Regions from separate parts of the Zea mays genome. Here region 1 is linked to region 2. The links are chromatin contacts, called in public Hi-C maps. All regions are on one chromosome and are shown on one strand. Each heading gives the region's core, a stretch centred on a gene start, on an enhancer-like site or on the middle of the called end of the contact. The rest is flanking DNA. Distances are from core to core; before and after follow the strand shown. Region 1 has its middle 260 kb from the start of LOC103646611. Region 2 has its middle 120 kb from the start of LOC103646611.

Region 1 (5,098 bases), core at 1,655-4,154, 140 kb after region 2:
CAGGGGGGTGTGCTCGTAGTAGGGGTTACACGCGTTCGCGAGAGAGAGAGTGTGAGCCTGTTCGTTAGCTCGTTCTCCCGCGTGACCTTTTGCATGAAGCCCTGAACCTCCCTTTTATAGATGCAAGGAGGGGGTCCAGATGTACAATGGGGGGTGTAGCTAGGCGCTAACGTGTCTGGCAGGGAAGTGCCTGAGCCCTGTGTACATGCCAACGTGGCTGTCGGAGAAGTGCTTGAGCCCTGCGTAGGCGATAACGTGGCCGTCGGAGAAGTGCTTGAGCCCTGTAGAAGCACAGCTGTCGGTGCTGCTGGGATCTTGCTGACGTCTCCTTGCTTCCGTAGGGGGCTGAGAACCACCGTCGTCATGGACGCACGCGGGGAGCCATCATTACTTGTCACCGGGGCGAGCCAGATGGGACGCCGGTCTTGTTCCCCCGTAGCCTGAGCTAGCTAGGGGTAGGGTAATGATGTATCTCCCGTGGCGCGGTCGGTCCGAGCCCAAGGTCGGGCGAGGCGGAGACTTCTCTTGAGGCCGAGGCCGGGGTCGGGTGAGGACGTGATTCCTCCCGAGGCCGAGGTTGAGGCCGAGCCCTGGGGTCAGGCGAGGCGGAGACCTCCTTCCGAGGCCGAGGCCTAAGGTCGGGCGAGGCCGAGCTTCCTGTTGCGCCCGAGGCTGAACTTGGATGTTGTCAGCCTCACCCTGGTGGGTGGCACAGCAGTCGGAGCGGGGCGAGCGACGCTGTTTTCCTGTCAGGTCGGTCAGCGAAAGGGTGAAGTGACTGCGGTCACTTCGACCTTGCCGACTGAGGCACGTGTGTCAGGATAAGGTGTCAGGCGATCCTCGCATTGAATGTGCCTGCGATACGGTCGGTTGGAGAGACGATTTGGCCAAGGTTGCTTCTCGACGAAGCCTGCTCGAGTTGGGCCTCGGGCGTGCCGAGGGTGCGTCCAATGCCTGAGGAGGCCCTCGGGCGAGACGTAACTTCGTCCGGGACTATAGTTCCCGCCCGAGGCTGGGCTCGGGCGAGGCGAGATCACGCCCCTTGGTAGACGAAGTCTTGACCTGAATCGTGCCCATCAGTCTCTGCAGCTTGTGCTGATGGTGGTTACGAGCCGTGTTTAGGAGTGTTGGGGGTACCCCTAATTACGGTACCCGACAATTATATAATAGGGGTTCTGTACAAAATAGCTAAATAATTACATCATATGACGACAACAATCTTCCGCAACCATAATTGACTGGGAGACGACGGCCTAGACCTCTCCGGGCTCATTGTAGCATCCTTCATGCTTCTCATCTTGTGGTACCTATTCTTGACCTGGTGTGATTATATCAAGAGTGAGCTCACATACGTTCATCGCTCAGCAAGTGTGGGGAATAATGTGCATGAGCTCACTTACGGTGAGGACTCATATAAAGTGTAAGACTTAACAAGCAAAATGGTTAAGGCTGAGCATTGCTTTTAATAAATTGTTCAAAATTTTATTAGCAATTACTAAGTATAAGTGTATACCAGCCCAACTAAATAATTGATCACAATTAATAATAAATTCCACGATGCAATGCAAATGACATGTTAAGTTTAATTCTATAAATTACTCATGTGAAGGTCTGAGCCGCTCTTGATCGTGAGCACGACTGATATACCAGTTTTACACTCTACACAGGTTGCACATCTTTACCCACAAGACATGTTCCCTTTGTCGCCTCAGGTTGGTCGGGCCCTTAAACACTTTCAAGGTGAGTAGGTGAGGGTACACTGCGAGGCCTTTCCAAAGTTTCACTAGCATGAGAGAACCAACTACAGTTTCAGACAGAAGGAAGCGATATAGGAATCCCTCGTTCGAAAATCCATCGGAGTACGATCGTCCCGAGAACCTCCCTATACCAACAACTTCCCCACCGAGCTTGCCCCTTTCGAGAAAGGGTTAACTAACACTAGCTTTCCTAATTAATCAGCCAAGGGTATCCCATTCTACCCTTGTGGTAGCACTGTTTTCTTGGGTGGTCGCTCCATGTTCCAATTAACATAATAATCTTATCATGAAAAATAATTGAGCCAACAATAATAATAAAGCATGATCATAGTTCAGATATAATATTGATCCTAAAACCAGGTAGAGCAATAGCAAGACTACCAAATAGATCATTTGTTTGCAAGGTGTAGGGTGAACAAACTAGGCAACCTATTAGGTTCCATTAGCTTAACTTAACATTTTACGGTGATTATCAGAAACATTATTAAGTAAAGAAAGTGATCAAGGGTACAACTTGCCTTATACTTGCAAATCCAAGGACTCCTCAAATTTGGACTTCCGGTTCCTCGTGACTTCACTCCTAGTCGTAGCAATACATACAAATAATTAGATAATGGATATAATAACATTACACTAAAACATGAAAACAAACTGTGTGATAATATTATACACGTCGAGATGAAACCGTAGTTCGAGAATCACTAAATTTGGAGTTAAAATGGATTAGTTATAAATTTTCTGAGATTCTAGAATTATTTTATACTAAAATAAATTTCTATATTTATTTTATATTTTCTAGATAAAATATGAACGATGGGTTTGATATTCTAAAGGTTCCAGGTCAAACTCATAAAGTTTTGGACACAGTGAGGATATTTGCATTGAGGTGGACTGCGGGTTGGTTACTTTAACAAAAACGCCATGACCGAAGGGGTATCATGTTATATCAGCCGTACGATCGCGATTTGGTGGCTGAAATCCGATCGGCAGGATTATGAAATGGTATCAATTACAGCCCTCAGATCCCGACTTAACGACTCATATTAAATCCCTTTTTAAACCGAACTGGTACCCTATATCGACGGTTGGATCTCGATCCAACGATCTGGGTTAAGCCTCACCAAATGTGTCGCCATTTTCAATCAGAGCCACACATCTAAGATTCAGCGGCTCCTATTCTTCTTCCCCAACCCAACCGAAACACGGCGGCGCCCTCCCCACCGCGGCGGCACCCACGCTGGTGAACAGCAACCCGGCTCTATGGTAACTATTTGCCCCAACCGAAACGTGCTACGCGGAGAGGAGACATTGGCAAATAAGGTTCATGGTATGTCACCAGTGGTTGGGAATGCGAAGCTAGCTGCCCACGCGGCATGGCAGGTCTGTAGCGGAGCCTTGTCTCCGGCGAGCAATTCGTACGGGGATAGTGGTCTTCTCCGCCCGACAACACCGCGAAGGGTTCGCACACGATCTGGCGATCATCCTCGACCACACCGCACACACAAGATGACAACGGAGATGCGGGACCACGACGGTGGCCATCATCCTTGTGCGGCGGATCCACGGCGAGCAGTTCTAGGGTCATCGAGGCCTCCCGCGCCCAGCAGTTTCCTCGGACGCGAACCACGCATGCGATGCTCCTCAGCCTCCACGCATGCTCTGAACGACGACGTCCGCGAGCGAATCGCTCGTCGTCTCTCCTTCTCTCCCGGCTCGGCTCCCACGGCACACAACTCTCTGCTTCCTTTCTCATGCTGCGGACGAGGGATGAACTCGATGGGAGAAAGGGGAGGGGAGACCGTGATACTTATAACTGAGGAGATCTAGTTCGGGGCGGAGGAGAAACACCTAGGCATTGCAGAGTTGGTTATTGGGATCCATGGCCGGCGGTTACACGAGCTTGCGCCGTGGTAAACGAAACACCTGACAAACCTGGCCCACATAGCAGCGCTGCCAACTAGACGTGAGCACGGGAAGTGCCGACAAAGCGGCCCCACCAGTCGGTGTGGTAGCCAATACGGGGTCCAAGGGCGCAAGCGGTGGAGGTGAGGCCGACGCTAGGGACCCACTTGTCGGCGAAAGTCTGAGTTGGGCTAGCGTGGGGAGGTAAAAGGAGGTTGGGCCACGCTGATTCGACTGGGACGCGCGGACAGGATTCTAAGGGAAACGGGCCGAGAAAGAGTGGTTTCGGCCCAGAACAGGTATTTTTCTTTTATTTTCTTTTATTTCTGTTTTCAATTTAAAATTCGGTTTTGAATTTACACATAAATGCACAAACAAACTTCGGCATGGTATGCAAGTTATATTTATAGGAATTATTTATTTATTGTCATATTTAGGAAATACTTCTAAATATGCAATTCGCAAACAAGAGTTTTATTTTGAGAAAATAGCCTTTTAAATGTTTAATCCAACTTAAAATCCAATCGTTATTACTTATTTATGTTGAGAGAACATAATCTCTAATAAGAATACTTTAGTTTAAATATTTAGAAAAGATTTCTAAATATAAAGTATTTTTAATTCATGTGAGCATTTTCTTTATTCAATCACTTTCATTTTAATTTTTTGGATGATGTTTTCCCCTAGATCCCAAATTTAAGGTTTTTTTGGGGTGTTACATCGCTGCTGCGGGGATATATTTGCAGCGCGAACCAGGGTCTTCCACTTGTTCTGGTTCATCGATCAGCAGAATTTCAAAGTGTGTTCGAAGGCTAAAAAGGAAATGAGAAATGCACACATACCATCACGAGGCTTGGCAGTTCGCATCATCGTCCATTTTTCTTGTGTAAGCTCTCACCTTTCTGCAGAATTCCTTAATTGCCGCATGATCCGAAAACACCACGGGAGTTTCTTCCTCAACTAGATCTCTCTCATAGAATAGTTTAATAGACATCCTTTCTATGATTTTAATGAAGGCATCCAAACGCCGCCCTGTAAACGATAAAGCAAATAGGAACAGCAAGCCAAAAATATAAGGTCAAAGTGGAGCGAAGTTTTGTCACCTGAAGCACATGATCAATTTGACTGTTCGGTGAACTGGTCAATCTTTCCATCATAATAGAACCATATGATCTTTCTTTCTCATTAGCACTCACACCATCCTCTAGATTGAAGGACTCGTGAGGCAACCAGAGGGAAATGTGAATGGGAGCTACTAAAAATTCTTGACTTGCGAGTATGTGACTTTGTTCCCAAAACTCAACCCAATACCTTCTAGAGACTCAAAGCAGCATATCAGAGTACAATGCAAACCAGTGTCTTTGAATGTACTAAAAGCCTGAAGAACACTCAACCAAACTCTATAAAAATTCAGCAACAGAAGAGTAGAAAAGGTCGAG
Region 2 (4,878 bases), core at 1,827-4,326:
TAGGCTCGTTAGAACCAGTTTATGGTATATACTGATATTAATTATGTTATATGGTGTAGTTATTTATGCAATTTGGTACACTGCATAAAAATCTGTTTTCTGCTACATGCGCACAAATTTATGATGGCAGGAATGTGTGATGAAAAGAAATGGATTGGCATAAATATAAGATCGCTTCAACAGTCATGCAGTTAGACTCGTTACAACCAGTTTATAATATATATTGATACTAATTATGCTACACTATGTAGGTATTTATGTAATACGGTACACTGCATAAAATTCTGGCATACGCTTCACTGGTGGCAGAGGTATGTAAAATACCCGCAGTTATGAACGTAAAATACCCGCAGTTATGAACGTAAATACTGATCCAACATGAAAGCTTTTGAAAACCTCTTGATGTTACCAGAGATATGTATACAAAGTGACAAAAATATGTACACGATTGTATGTTGTCTTTCCACTAGGAAGATGCATTCAGACGCGTCCCCCACCAGACGCATGCATGCGGTCCCATCTTTATGGTAGATCTGAAAAATATGGCAACCACTACGCACATGCATGTGGTTTCTATTTTTATTCCGATCCGAAAATTATGGCATATCGTGAGAGTTTCTATTGCATACGCAAAAAAAATGAATGGCATTTTCGTTCCCATAGCATACACGCAAAATTTGGATGGCTAATATCGCGCAAAGCATAAATCATTATAGAAAATTGTATAAATAGCTACACCGTACATTATAATTAATAAAAAAAATTATATTATAGGCTCAACCAATATCCGCATGCATAAACAAAGAATTAGAGGAGGTCATCGCCGGAGGACGCCGCCGAGGCCACCGGGTTGAAGGAGTTGATCACCCAAAAACGCCTGAACCGCCGTGTAGACCGTTGACCTAGCAGCCCGCATCTCGCCCGACTGTCATCATCGCCGGAGCCACCTGCGCCCAGCGTGGCAACCACCGCCCGAGACGGCCGCGCCTCAAGGGGCACTGCCGCCACTCGCTCGCCTCATGCCCCCACCGCTCACGTGCCTCGTGGGTCGGCGTCCCTCGTCCTCTATGTTAAAAAAAATACCTTAATACTATATGCATCTTCAAATCTCATGATCAGTTTGTCATACAAAATGCTCCGTAACGATAGAAATGACCCTGGGAAAAATATTTTATAACATAACTCATACGTGAAGAAACAAAAAGGCTCGTCAATGGTGTGATCTGATACAGTTTAACTTTTTTTCCTCTCTAGCTTAACTCAAAGGCGCAGAATACAACGTTAACTTCGAATTTCTATCTGTTTCGATTTCTCGTTAATTTCTATCTGTTTTTATTTTAAAATATACAATATTTTTATAATAACATATGGTAATCTCCTTCGTCTCTATTATCGTACAGCACCAGTTGTTTTTATTTCCACCGCAATTCATTTTGCAAAAAAAAGTTTTTATATTATTTAACCCATGTTTCAAACATCTCCTTCTGGGATTACAACCTTGGTTATTGCCTTCACATTCACAGCCACCTAATTAATAAAGATCTAAATATCCCCTTCTTGTTTTATGTAAAATTAAGATAAAAATTATATATATAAGGATTTGAATCTTAATTATTGGTTTCACATTCACAACCACTTAACCAACAAATTAAACACATATATTTTTGTGTTTTATTCAAACGGAGTTTAATTAAATGAAATGATATATAGAAACAGTAGCAATACAGGTGCATATGACTAATTGACTTTAATAAACACATCGACATACATTATGTCAGACCACAATAATAATTATAGTACATGCGGGCAGGGCCGGTCCTGACATTTCAGGGGCCCTAAGCGAAAATCTATATGAAGGCTCTATATGAAGATTTAAATCTACTATTTTTTAACTTTTAAATAATATCTGAAAAATAAAAGAAGTTGATAATTTACATAATTTTATTCAAAATGATATGACTGGAGACACTGTTACAATATTTTATGAGTTGTAAAATTATACAAATTATGTAATATAACTCTGCATTTGGTTTGACTTTTGAGAGCAAATATTTTTACTTTTAATTTGTCAAACTAACATAAACCTTAAAATGCACGGTAAACCAAAGCTAAATACATTAGAGCAATTTTTTGAAAACAAAGTTCAACAAACTAAACAATGATTAAACAACATAGGTTATTAGGGTCGGCGTAGGCTAGAATTAAGCAACGCGACAAGCACAAGTGTACATCACCTTCCATCCTTCTCACGTCAATCAATATTTAGTATTCGTCCAAACAAACTGTTGCACGACCTTAAAGGGATGATTGCCATAAAATCAAAGAGACACAACAAAAGAACGAGAATAGAGATTTATCTGTAACGTATATGTATTTGATATAAGCTGAATAAACGGGTGCCCTATGAACCTTAGGGGCCCTGAGCGGTTGCATACCCTATATACCCTCAGGGCCGGCCCTGCATGCGGGGGCTGGGAGGCAAGTGCTAGAACATAAGGCTGACCGCAGCGGCTGCCGCTCGCGCGCGCGCTCCCTTGCATGGGGGCTACAACCGCACGCTAGAGCCCGCAGCGCCGCCCTCTACTGCGCACCCCACGCCGTGGTACTCCTCTCTCTCCCCCTAGCTGCAGCGCGCGCTCTCTCCCCCTACCACTGTTCCTGTGGGCTCGTCTTCAATTAATAGTAGAAGAAAAATTGATAGTAGATGAAAAGTAGGTATAGAAAATGATATTTTATATTGTAGTGGGGTATAAGGGGAGTATTTAGGGGAAACCACTGCGGGAGATGAAAAAGTAGGGGATACACTATTGATGATGTGATCCAGAAAAGTGATATAGGGAGAAAAATTTAGAGGGAACCGCTGCGGATAGCCTAAGGCCTCACTACGTGGGCCAACATTGCTCCATGAATCCATGATAGCGCGCCATGCGGTCACGGCGTCACGCGCACGAACTACTCGTTCCTTTCTAGACGTGGCCTGGCTCGCACCGGCAAAGCGAGTTGCCAATGCCCCAGGCTTTACATCTGCAACAGCAGTTACGCGCGTACTCATGCAGACAGGCTATGAATGCGAGAGCTGTTTGGTTGTCCACTACCAACAGCTTTAGCTATCAGTCTATCACATGGCATACATCCGCGCGTCCTTCTGCACGGAGCGTTTAATTTTCCGCACGCCGAGAGCCTGGCCTGAGGATTGCTTTTGCATCAACCTGGCTCGGGGGCTAAACCAGGCATCCGATCATGCATCAATTACATCGCCGGACGCCCAGGCCTGTTTCGACAATACGCCGCTAATATCTAGTTCAGCAGATCGTACATATAGTTATACAAAATATTATTTTATATTGTAGATAATAGTGTTCACAAACAGTCTGATTGGATACCTGCACATAAGCGCGCGGGCTCCCGCGAGGGTGGCGGTATGGATACGCTAGTTTTGGGCGCTTCTGTAGATGCAAGTGAAATAACTTATGTTGCATCTGTTCATGCAGACCACGTCTCTCGTGTACAGGTAACCAAACAGAAGCTCACATAAAGTCAACGCACACGATGATACAGAATAAGATGATGCGGACAACCAATCAAGCAGACAGTGAAGCTTTAAATAGTAGGTGAGATCAATGGCAGACGCATGACTGAAATTAAGGATATACTAGCTAGTGTAACAAAACAAAGCATATATGTAGTACATGAGTAGCAATAAAACATTATGTAATAAACATGTAAATGTTGGATCTTTTATGGGCTTCGTCTATTTAATCAATAAACTCTATGCTGTGTAATTGTGGATAATATCAATAGTACCATATTGAAATTTCAAGGGTCGTTGGCTTGACTTATATGGTGAGAATTATTCCACTTAATTTGAGAAGTCAAGAAACGAACAAGTGTGTGCCACACGCGCGCACCGCCGCTGGCGGCCGGGCTGGGCCGGGCCTTCAGCTTCTCTTCCGCGAAAGGTTAAAAGGGGAGAACTCCTGTCGCTTGGGAACGAGTGTAGAACTCTTTCAGAATCATAGTCCAGCAGCAAGTACGGGTATTCCCATCTCGTAACTCTACGCGCACAGAGGAGCGAGAGGGCAGGTGCCTCCGAAGCCCTTGCCGTTCGAGACCTTGCACGGGGGATCGGCAATTAGGTTTTTGGAGAGCGTCTACGCGACTGCCCGAACATCACGACATGACAAGAGAAGTTGGACAAGGATCATGATTCTCAGAGCGCATAGGAGGGTATGATCATTTTAGCTCCTTACCGTTTTACGTTTTCTAGATTATATATGTTTCATACGTTCATCTCTACTGTTTTGTATGTAGCCATGAATTTATCCAATCTGTTCTATAATATCATATCATGACATTTCTAGTGCATGTTCATGTAGTATTATACCAAATCTGTTTTTTTAATTTTACAGTCATGATGTTTATGTTGCTATCTATTTATTTTCAGTTGTTCCGTCATGATGCATGTACCATGTTTATATGCTTATTATATTTATATGATTCATATGTTTTATGTTCTCATGTTCCAAATTGTTATGGATATATTCTACATCATGATTTCTGTTGGGGACTTGTTCTCAAATGCTATGAATCAATAACAAGGCAACATAAAATGTTAAATAATAATGCCCTTCGTCCGTTGAAGCATTATCTCCCCAAGGATTTAATGAACTTCGGACGAAGGCCACGGGCAGGCTACCACGAAGGTCATACCTTCATGGTCAGACATAAAACAATGCGAAATGAAATATAAAATATTAAACATTAGAGAAAGATCTATTGGAAACAAATAACATTATTCACATATTTTATAATATGAACTTAAATATTAAAACATAATATTCAGATACGTTTATACCTTCGCCTTGGCAGAAAGTAATA

What was found. Hi-C and Micro-C count contacts between places; a contact is called where the count stands out from the background.
Region 1: a Hi-C map of tassel shows a contact between it and region 2, with 2.2 times the contacts expected there. The contact joins two enhancer-like sites. A contact is called at or near these places in 3 of 25 Hi-C or Micro-C datasets (ear, endosperm and tassel).

What each region holds. Positions count from the first base shown.
Region 1 is chr2:79,623,082-79,628,179 of Zm-B73-REFERENCE-NAM-5.0, forward strand. No RefSeq gene overlaps it. Among protein-coding and RNA genes, the nearest start is that of LOC103646611, 260 kb to the left of the region's middle. Within about 2 kb of position 2,905, at least 18 of the 20 cell types and tissues checked have an H3K27ac peak or open chromatin away from gene starts, as enhancers often do. A contact at or near this core is called in ear and tassel, where this site is marked.
Region 2 is chr2:79,482,770-79,487,647 of Zm-B73-REFERENCE-NAM-5.0, forward strand. No RefSeq gene overlaps it. Among protein-coding and RNA genes, the nearest start is that of LOC103646611, 120 kb to the left of the region's middle. Within about 2 kb of position 3,077, at least 8 of the 20 cell types and tissues checked have an H3K27ac peak or open chromatin away from gene starts, as enhancers often do. A contact at or near this core is called in ear and tassel, where this site is marked.